Regions from separate parts of the Dromaius novaehollandiae genome. Here region 2 is linked to region 1. A link is a contact called in public Hi-C data. All regions are on one chromosome and are shown on one strand. Each heading gives the region's core, a stretch centred on a gene start, on an enhancer-like site or on the middle of the called end of the contact. The rest is flanking DNA. Distances are from core to core; before and after follow the strand shown.

Evidence for each region. A called contact is a pair of places that touch in the nucleus more often than the background predicts.
Region 2: a contact with region 1 is called in a Hi-C map of brain, with 4 times the contacts expected there. The contact joins the enhancer-like site here to the promoter of SERINC1 in region 1. A contact is called at or near these places in 2 of 4 Hi-C or Micro-C datasets (brain and liver).

What each region holds. Positions count from the first base shown.
Region 1 is chr3:57,420,500-57,426,067 of bDroNov1.hap1, forward strand. It overlaps SERINC1 (serine incorporator 1), which reads right to left and starts at 2,483. Exons shown (of 10, transcript XM_026105077.2): 1 at 2,324-2,483. The coding sequence starts at 2,362.
Region 2 is chr3:57,509,319-57,514,886 of bDroNov1.hap1, forward strand. No RefSeq gene overlaps it. Among named protein-coding and RNA genes, the nearest start is that of FABP7, 11 kb to the right of the region's middle. Within about 2 kb of position 3,428, at least 1 of the 2 cell types and tissues checked has open chromatin away from gene starts, as enhancers often do.

The DNA of each region.
Region 1 (5,568 bases), core at 1,233-3,732:
AGGACTGACCGAACAATCTAGGCAATTTGGATCAGAAACTTTTAGCTGAGATGACAATGCTTCTGAGGACCTTTTCCCCCTCCTCTCTCAGGCTCATCTTTGCTCTTAACATTAAACCAAAACGTTGCATGACCAGCACACAGTTCAATGTAGGGCAGAATTACGTTAAGCAATAACAAGATGCAAAGCTGAATCCAGAAGAAATAAAGGTATGAGGTCTGATACTGAGATCAGTTACTCAAAACAGCTGTCTGGCACAACACATGGTCTTGCAGAGAAACTACACAATAGAAGCAATGCTAGTGCAGCATCTTTCAGGACAAATCAGGAGTAGGTCTCCTAGCAATGGCATAGTTCTGCACTAGCACAAACTCCACTGCTTCTGGTTTTCCTGCTACCTCACCCTTACTGCTTGTTTCTCATCCAAAGTCATGAGCTGTGTTTATACAGACATGTCCTTAGAGACCAGAGATGCAAGCAGATTCCTGCTATGAGAACTATCATACACTTCAAAGCATTGATGAGCTGTGAATTTAACTAAGGAAAGAAAAATAAACACTTTAAAACCATTAGCCAAAAAAAAAAAAAAAAGGACTGATTTGTTTGGGCACTCGAAGGGAAGGGATGAGAAGGGAGTTATCCACAGCAAATCCAATTTAATCAGGATCACACACTTATGTAAATTATTTGATTTTAAAGACTTAGCTGAATCTGAAGCACTTCTCTATACAGAAATGAACATTCAAGACCAAGCATAAAGGGGCACTTTATGCACTACAAGCCCCAGTCAGTTACTTGAAAGCCTGTTTATGCACTTGAACATTCAATCTGTTAACTCAAGTATTTAAATTAAACCATACAATTATACTGTCACTTAGTATTTCACAATAATTAAGAATTTTAAAGTTAACTACATTCTGCTACTAATATAAAACCTATCTGCCTAACCCATTAAGTGGTGTTTAAAATGTTAATCAAAGAGAGCTGAATACAGCCAGTGCTTCTTTAGCAGGTTATTATCAGTGTTTTAGTAGCTTATTTACATTTTTATCAGCCTGGAAGCTTAGCTTTTACCCAATAATTTACCAATTCTATGATCACTTCGTAGAATTTAGATGGGGAAACCGAGGAATTAAATAGCATCCCTCTAGTTAAATACCCTACTCTACTAGGAGAGCCGAAGTTCATATGTTTTGTTCCATTACAGCACAAAAAAATAGGAGTCTGAATCAATGCGAGGTTTTATGAGACCACTAAGTTTTCTGTATGAACTCCTGGTTAAATATATACAAATTCATTTAAGCCAAGAACAGTACCATGTTTTTGATACTGAAAAATTTAGGTTTTCAAATCCCACTGACATTTTTATCCCAAATGTCTGAGTCATAACCCACACAATTGTATCTATTTGCATAAGAAGTAGAATTGCAAAGATATTTGATAACTTAAGGATAATAAAACGATAACACCTCAGTGGGGAAGATCATCTGTGCACAATCTCTAACGACTTCTGTGTTTTTCTGCATGGTATTAACAGTTTTAAGAGCCATTTCAACCTAGTATTTCCGAGCATTCAGCAACAACACTTGACAATGCTCAGTAAGAGGGTGACATCACTGCAGACTACCGTGCAAAAAGATGCCTCGATAAGACAAAGATGTTACAAAGGGTGGAGCTGCTCAGAGACATACAGAAAAGGCATTCAATGCATTTACTAGGATCAACGCAGGGAAATATACGATTTTTATTCTTCCCGAAATAAATGAAGAACTATACGTAAGCGTTTGGGAAGATTTTTACTCCTATTACATATTTGAGAGGTTAAAAAAAAAAAAAAAAAAGCGGAATCGGTAACGCCTCCCACCACACGGTAAGGCGGACTAAGAAAGGAGGGGCAGCACGGCGGCCCGGCCCACCCGAAGGAGCGCGGAGCTCCCCCTCGGCCCAGCGAAGCGCCGCCGGCGGATCCCGGGGGCGGCCCCAGGGTGGGGGAAGGCCTAGCGCGGGGGCGCACCCACTTCTCCCTGCCTGGCGGCGCTGACGGCCCTCCCGGGAGGGGCGGGGAAGGCCGCCCGGGGCGGAGAAAACCTGCGGGGGACCGCGGAGGGGGCGGGGGGCGCCGCGGTGAGAGAGGGGGGCGCAGCCCCCGCGCTTGCCGAGCGGCGGAGGCAGCGCCACAGGCGCCCCCGCCCCTGCTGGGGACAAAGGCCCGGGGGAGCCGCCGGCAGCGCGGGGCCGGCTCCGCGTCAGGGGAGGGAGGGAGGGCAAGGAGGGGAAGAGAGAGGAGGGAGTCGCCGCGCCGCGCCCGCCATGCCCGCGTTACCCAGCTCGCCACGGAGCAGAGGCCCAGGACGCCGCCCATGATGCGCGGCAGGCTCCGGCTCCCCCAAGATGGAAGCGCCGCGGCCCCTCGTTCTCGACGGGCTTGTTTACGCCTCACAGAGGCGCTTCCGGCTGCTCTGACGGCAGCGCCGAACGTCACTTCCGGAGGGAGGCAGAGGGGTGGGGCGGCGGCGGTTGGGTGCTGCGGCGCTGTGAGGAGCCGGCCGTTTGGCTCGGTGCTGGGTGCGGCCGTGCCCCCGGCAGTGCCCGGGCAGGACAGGCGGCAGCCTCCTCCTTCCTGGGCCTGTGCCTGGCCCCTGCCCCCACGGCCCTTGAGGAAGACGGATTTGTGTGCCCGGAGTGGCGCGTTTGCGGCAGCGCAGGGGCCCCGTCTGCCCCTGCGTCGCTGCCTCTCTCCGTGTCGTACCTGCTGTTAGGGAGCAGCGTTCTGGTTTGAGGCGCTGTGTACACAAGTCATCCAGGTCAATAAAAAAGCATCCCTGAGCATGTGGGGCGCTTCTGTGTAAAAAACCATCTGTAGCTTCACCTGCAGTCTCCTGGGTGAACACTGTGGCATTACCATGGCTTTCCCACATTCCCAGTGAGATACTTTTCAGGGGGGAATTTGAGGTAAAGTAGCTGCAGGGGCAGAACCATGCCACTCAATGACATTTTAAGAACTTGTTAAGCAGGATGGTATAGTGGGTGGGTAGCAATTGCCGTGCCAAGGTCTCTATTCCACAGCACACTCCTACGAATCCAGGCTTCTGCCACTCTGCCCCAGCCCTGGGTCTTGCTGTATGGGGCACCATGACCCCAGAGCATGGAATGTGCCTGGACCTGGGCCGGCAGCCCAGCTCCTACATGTAAGTCTTCCACTGAGGGCTCAGGCCCTCTACACAGTGTCAGAGATGTGTGTATGGGTTGCTTTCACTATGGCTTACTAATCTAGATGGTCAGCATGATCCACCAGTGGCTTTACTGGCCACGTCGCCCCACGTCAATCTCTTTGATTCCCTTCAAAAAGAAAACTAATCAGCTGTTGTCACCTGCATTTCTATCACTTTCTGATTTACTTCCCCAAATCAGTTACAAGGATGTAAATTGGCTAAGACTTCATCTGTGCTTCTTCATTTCTTTCTCACACATATTTAAACCACGGTGTACGTAAAAGCAGTCAAGATGTTGTCCAGAGCTTTGGGTAAGCCTCCCCCATAACACTTATCTGTGCTTGGTTTGTTTTCCCAGCACATACGAGAATCATCTAAGGAATCAGAGCTGGGCAGATGTAGTCAAGGTCTCACTTATCTGAGCAATACTTTCAGATAGCCTTCACCGTCTAACAATACCATATAAAATTTTCAGCACATCAAATCTTACTAGTGATCATGGGATGACCAAGGAACTGAAAAATGTACATTTTTTAATAATGCAAGCAATATTAAGAACATCTCACCTGAAAAAATACAATTTATTATTTCATTTATCAAATGTGCTTGAGTATCAGAAAGCAGACATTTAACGAGTAAGGAGAATAAATAATTAAACTGATTTTTAAAGTAAAATACCTAGCAGTATGGAGTAAATAATACATGACTTCATTTTACAAATTAAGAACAAGATTTTGGGGGAATATTTTCATGTCTCTCTCAAGTATAGGTTCTTAATATGTAGTTAATAATGTAGGAAATGACAGTAGCTCAGACTGGATTGTCATGGTGACTCTAAAGTTATCTGTGAATATTGCTACATATATCACTTATTGATTTTTAAAGGTACAAATAGTTTTTAAAGGACCAAATAGTTTACTTGCCAGTGGCCACCAGGATCTGCTTAGCCTGTTACAAATGAGTAACTCTGAGTCTTGTACACATGCACCAGCGTAGACGCAGATGAGCCCTGAAGTGAATGTGTGGGCTTAGCCGTCTTCCCTGCAATCCTGCAGGGAATGTAACGGAATGTTCCCCCCATCAGGTTGTGCAATGGAAGTGAACTTACAGCATTCAACAAGGAATAAAAAAGATATAGGTCATTAAGGCAGCAAGTGCTCTCTTCTCTCCTGCTCCTTATCACTGGAGTAGAAGATTGTGCAGCTGAAGGTGAACCAGGACTTTGGATCTAAAGTACATGTGTTCGCAGACTGGCAATTGGAAGGCAGGCAGATGGGGAAAAATGTTAAAAGTCCCTTTAGTTTTGCCAGTAAATCTTAATGACCACTTCTGTTTGTACATTAATTAGAGCCAATAAAGTGTGCTTTGTTTGTTTTCTAAATAGTACCACCAGGACACCCCAGAAGTCTACAGGCTCAATGGCAGAGGCTGACACTGTGGCTGGCTTTGTGCAATGAACTGGTTTCCTCTTTACTCTCACAAAACAGGAGTCCCTTCCCTCTCCTTTGGGAAACCTTTCCAAAGTCTTCACCTGAGTTTTCATACTGCTTTATTTTGCTTCAGTATTACTGTGTTCTTCATAGTTCACTCTGCTTTTCCATTACAAAAAACTCTGATAGCCAAGACAGCCTGTATTTTCTTCCAGGCCCCCTGACCTCTGTTCTTTCAAATATTAAGTCATGTCAATCTTCTCTGCTTCTGTCACTATTTCTGCTGTCTTATTTGTAGTATCAACTGTGGAAAGATACTGAAACATTATGTACACTTTATTGAATCAAGTCCTCCCCCATCACACATCTGCTCTAAGAAATGGTAAGAAAGAAAATCTTCTACAGGAAATCCTCTTCTGGACTTTAAGTTCTTTTTCAAGTCATATAGCTTGACTGACACCTTTAAATCATAGTTGAAATCTTAGTTGTGTAGAAACTAGCATTTTCTCAGACTTGTTCTTTAGGAGTTTGGAATTTGTTTTGGCTGTTCCTATGCTGCTATGGAAATAGTTAGGACACCGTTTACCTTCCACTATGGTGGTAAAGACTTTCCTTTGTACTGCCGTTTCTTTTAACTAGTTTCCGTTGGTCCACCTACCACTGGAAAACCCTCTTTGAACACTTCTAGTATTGAATTGTTTCTGTGTTTTCTTTGCAGTGCTTCAATTTTACTCATTTTGAAGGAGGGAGGATCCTTCATACTTAGAAATCTGTCTCAGATTGCTCTCCCCATGTGATCTCCTGTTTCCCTGTGAACCTCTTGAGTTTGTATGGATATGAGGATCACAGACATCCATTATTTGAGTAGCTCTCTGAATTCTGGGGGGTGGCGGGTGGGGGGGGGAATAACAGGACCCAAATAGCTT
Region 2 (5,568 bases), core at 2,178-4,677, 90 kb after region 1:
CGTAAACTTGTTCAAATTTAAGCAGTTAATACAATCCCATGGAAACATAGTGGTTGAATATTACTGAAACGGAATTCCTTATATGCTGTAAGTGGCACATATGCTAAAGTGCTCTTCTGGGTCATGGCCTATATTGAAATCTCCTCTTTCTCACAGTTGCAGCACTGGATATATTTAGAATCTTCTCTTACAATCTATTGACACTGAAATTTGGGTCACAGGAATTGGTGTTTAAACAAGTATTTTGACTAGCCTAAAATGCTTTGAAGTTGTTTTTTATTAAAATCCTAATCATGTGAACCAGTTGGATTTAGCAAATTATTCATGTACTTAACTGTGTATAAAAATAATTCCACAGCTGTACATATATGGAGTCAACTGTTCACAGACTTAGAGCTTAGAACCTTAATCAGAGTGCTCAACACTCTTCAAAATTCGTACTTACTTTGTACTTGAGCAGTATGAATGTGTCTTTGAGAAAAAAATTGCACAGAAAGAATTTTAAGAGAAAATTGGGAAAGCCGCATAGGAAGTAAAAACAAACAGGAAGGTTTTAAATGCAACTCAATTCAAAGCAGGATGAACATATTTGATCTATATGTTGGGATTGCAAATGATTGCTTCAGTCAGTTCTCATTTGCCCATGTATTATTTGGTTGCAGAATAACCAAATTACAGATGCAGAAATACTCCTTTTTTTGCCATATGCATGGACAGTTTGTATCTAGCAGAGATTATTAGCTGAGGCTGCATGACAGTGTTCTTTTGTGGTTCAGATACAGAAGATAAATAGCTGCTTATGGCTAGGATTTCAGCCTAACCATAAGGCTAGGAATTGAGCCTTCCCAGTTATGAGTCAGCTGTGTATTTCTGGCCAGTATACCCAGAACTACAAACACTGGCTGGTGTGAAAGACATTACACAGCATAAACTTTGGTCCAGAAGAATTTATTAGTTCTGGCTTGTTCTTGGCTCAGCCAGACAGGAGTTAGCTAGCTCCTTTAGAACTGTTTGGGGGTCTCTATGCCATGCTCTCCAGTAGTCTGGGGTTTGGCAGGGTTACTGGTTTAAGCACAGTGAAAGTTTGGGACAGCTCTGGTTTATTTTCTTGTTATATGATGAAGATAGATAACAAGTCCTGCAGAACTTTGGCTGAGCCTGTAAACAGCCAGTTCCGTTCTTCTGTACATGTCTCCCACTGAGCAAGTTTATCCAGTTTTTACCATTATCCAGGATATACCAGACTCCCATTAGATCATGTAACAGAGAATTAATGATAGTGTATTCTCTTAATTCACATAGTAACAAAAGTTATGGCCCTGAATCAGCAGAATATTTAAAAACATGCTTAACTTGAAATGCAGACTAGTCTCGCTGAAGTCGATAGGTCTTCTCAGGGTCTAAAACTGGGTACATACTTAATTACCTTGATAAATTACAGCAGCAAACACCCATTATGGCTAATCTGGTATTATAATGCATTAATCCCAATTTCCATTCCAGCAAGTGTGGCATCTTTTTCATCAGCATATGACACTATTCTGGCCATCTGTAGAGCAAAAAAAAAATTATTTTAGTACCAATAAAACAGGTAACTTTGCTGTCTTCAAATTTTAGAACTTAGTGAAGCAATTTATTCTTTCTCAGCCACTCTGCATATCAAAAAGAAGAGCAGGAAGAAAAGCTCTGTAACTTCCTTGTGCATACAAAATAATTTGAACATACAGAAAACTGTCCTCAAACTTCTTCTGATGTCATTAAGAAGATAATTTTCTTTGGGTCAGCCCTTCATCAGAAGATCCATATAATAGATAGGTAAACATGCTAAGGCAAGTCTTTTGTTGTTAAAAATCAAGAAAGTTCAGTTTATTTTCTGAAAGGCAATACAGGAGCAATTAGATTTTGGGGTGAGGGACTGATTATTAGCATGTCCAAATTCAGAAAGATTAAGATGAGTAATTAAATTAATTTTTAAAATGAAGCTTATTTATCATGATTCCTCAAATAACTATCTCCATCTGTGCTGTATGCTATCATATTGGTATAAAATTGCATAAGCTGAGCTTAAAAAAGAGGTGTTGGATGAAATGGGTGGCAAAGCATTTGCAGTTTGCATGGTGGTGTATTTTAAAAGAGATACCCAAATCATTGATATTACTGCTATCTATGGGCCAGATGCAAATGCCATTGAAGACAAAGTTTATTTCACACTAAGTATAGTGTGAGTTGTATCTAAATTTATTTTTAATTTGGGTGTTACTAAATATACAGAAAACTGGTCCAGCTCAGGAGGCCCCTGGGCACAAATGTTGGAAGGCAAGGAGATTACTCTGGAAACATCACATATGTTTGTATTGTGTAAGACATGATATTTGCAGATATGGACCTATGGTCTGACCCATACTGGCCACTCTTTTGGAGCTTTCACCTGTAAGTCCTAACAGAGCAATAATGTCATTAATCACACCTTTTACATACGTAATATGTTTCCAAATTGGGCCTAGCAGAAAAAAAGGTTATGTGGACAGAAAGTTCTTCATGTTTACCATACAGTCCAGTAAATCTTGAAACATACTTTAAAAGAAATTGGTACCGTTATACTAACTTCACAGATGCTAGTAATAAATGTATGCTAATAAATGACAGGTCATGTACCATATACAGATGTACCATCCATTTCAGCATCTGGGGTCCATAGTTTGTATAGAGATCATTTATTTAAATAATATTTGGTCACTGCTATGTAAGAATTATATATGAAACTACTATCTGATGGTTTCATTATTTTCAGTTTTTGCCCCAGAATATTCACGGCTGTGTCATGATAACCTACTGTCTGACATCAGAGACAGGGAATGATATATCCTTCTTCACCACTCCTATATATTGAGAAGTCATACAGTTATGACACATCTAATAGATATGATGATAATCGAAGTAATAACCACAGTGCATTAGTTAGAAACAACACAACTGTGGCTAGAAGATGTTTAAATCATACTTTACAATTGTGTATTCCAAATATCCTTCATGTATCACACCCAGAAAGAAGAGTATTGCAAGATTTAGCAAATTAGCTAGGATTGCTGTGTTGTATCAGCTGCTGCTCTATGTGTGATAAAACCCATGAAAAGGAATAAAAAGAAGTGTCAGAAAATTCTGCACAGATTTCTCCATCAGTTTGGCACAGGCCATGTTTGCTGTGCTTGGGGAGCATGAACCCCAGACCCACTGTGGAGCAGGTGGGTTCCTCTGAGTCCACACAGTGCTCTGGAGCTCGCACAGGCCAGCAGGGCTGGGGTTACTTGCCCAAAAATAGCCTGGGTAGAAATAGCAAGGGCTTAACTGTCCTGCCATCTAGTGGGATCCTCAGCCTGTTGGCAAGCTCATTCAAAAGCATAGAGGGAGCCAGCTGTTTAACATAACTGAAATGCCTGAGAGCAAAAAGCAAAAAGGGTGACAGCTGACCTAGCTAGAGAAAGACTGTCTCCAGCTCATCTGAGACCCTCGCTTTAAGGCTTTTGCTAAGAGTCCAAACATGGCATCAGCCAGGTGGTGGAGTCAGCACCTCAGTGGCTCTGTATGTTCAGAAAGTTAGGTGATCGCAAATGGCACAAAGCTCCAGTGGTTTATGTACACTTGAGAAAACAATCCCAGCTAAAACTTCCCAGCTACACAGTATTCTTATTAGCTACACAGCACTCTTTCCCACGCTTTCTCCTTCTGTACATTGACTAAATTATTTTCTTGCATAGTCAGCAAGAGTGTATGACAGTTCCAATTCAAAAGCCCAGATCTCTGTGAAAAAACTCACTTGAACTGTATGTGCAAAGGAAAGATACTGAGCTTAGGCACTAAAGGATGAGCAGCCCAAAAGCAGTCTTAACTTGTAAACTCTCTTCTAGACCAGATGTCTTAAGTCTGGCTTGCAGCCTGCCCAGGTTTAAATCCCTGCTCTGTGATTTGGATTAGGATGTCAATACTATGATATATGAGTGTTTTTGCATTTTTCAAGGAAAACAGTTTCACCTTCCCCAGTTGAAGATGTTCTACTTTGCAAAACAATTAGCACTACTTGTGAGATTTTACTTTTGTTTGCTTTCCCTCTTCTGTCCGGTGGGGACCAGCGCGTATCCCAAAACGATCAGGGAGCGACTGAAGACACCTAGGCAATGCTCTCAATCTCTTCTGCGCTCATCCTGCAGCACCGCAAAACTGCAGATCTATGGCTTTCAATGCAAGTCTTATGTTTTCTGGGTGGTGATACAAGGTATGTGTACTATGTTTTTTTTTCTCTGGATTAAACACATACTCAGCAATTACCTGCAATTTCAGGGGACAGAATTTAATGATTTAGGCGATCTGTACCAGTTGCACCTGAGAAGCCACGCTGCAGCAGCTGACCCTTTAAGGCCAGTGTTTTATCATACAATATACAGAAAAGCAAATCTAAGTCTGTTAGAGAATGGTTTTAAATATTCCTATATTTTAGTTTTTTGGGGGTTGTTTTTGTTTTTTCTGGGTATCTTCAGCACTCCAGGCACATTTGTAACTGGATATCTCTGCGGGGGGGGGGAGGAAGAAGAGCACATAATCTGCTTTTAACTCCCAGAAGTACTCCTGAAATAGTTTTCTTGCAAAACATACAGTATTCCCAGACGACGAGAACATCTGTCGCCTGAGAGGCTTCGCAGCAGCGCCCAACCGTGCACGCCGGGCCGCCGGGCCCGAGGCAGCTCCCTCCCACCCGTGAGGGAGCGGCCGGCTGGCACAAGATGGCGCCCGAGCCCGCGCGAGGCCAGCGGCCGGGCCCTCCCCGCTTCCTCTCGCCGCCCCCTCCTCTCCCCCACCGCGGCCTGGCAGCTCCTCAGGAATGATAACTTTGGGCTCCCTTTGGTATGAACTGAAACGCGGCGCTGCCGCGAGGAAACCAGGGCAAAAACGCCCCGGTAGCCCGGCTCTCGCCGAGACGAAGGAGCCGCGTTTGCTGGTGTCGGCAGAGGGCGCCGCGCGCCCGCCGTGGCGGTCACGCTCGTGGCGCACCTCGCCCCAAGGGATGAGATTTAGTCCTCCACGTGCCCACCCTTTCTGTTAAAAGGAGACACCATCATCTGAACGCTTTTTGAATCAGAAATATTTTCCTGCTTTTTTGAAATAGAGCCGTGACGGGCAGATGAAGGTTTGCAGTGGGCTGCCCCCCTGCCCACCTTCACCGGCCCCGTGGCTGCGCTAGGCCAGCACCCCGCGCCTGCAGGCCTCCTGCCTGGCTGTGATAGACAGTGAGGGGCAGGTGGGCCTCTAAATACCTAAGACATATCTGTGACACAGACTGTAACTTGTCAGCTAAATAAGACTTTTATCCATAGTCATCAGTCTATTCAATTCCTTTCTTCAGTGCTGTCCCCTTCCTTTGCTCACCTATGCCTACTATGCCCAGCATAGGTTAGTGCTTTCAATGTCTAATGTAAGAAACTAATCTCTTTAATTGCCTCCATATTCAATGAAATCAGGCAGCAGAAGGGCAAGTCGGCATTACACAGAAAGGGGCACAGAAACAAATGAACAGGA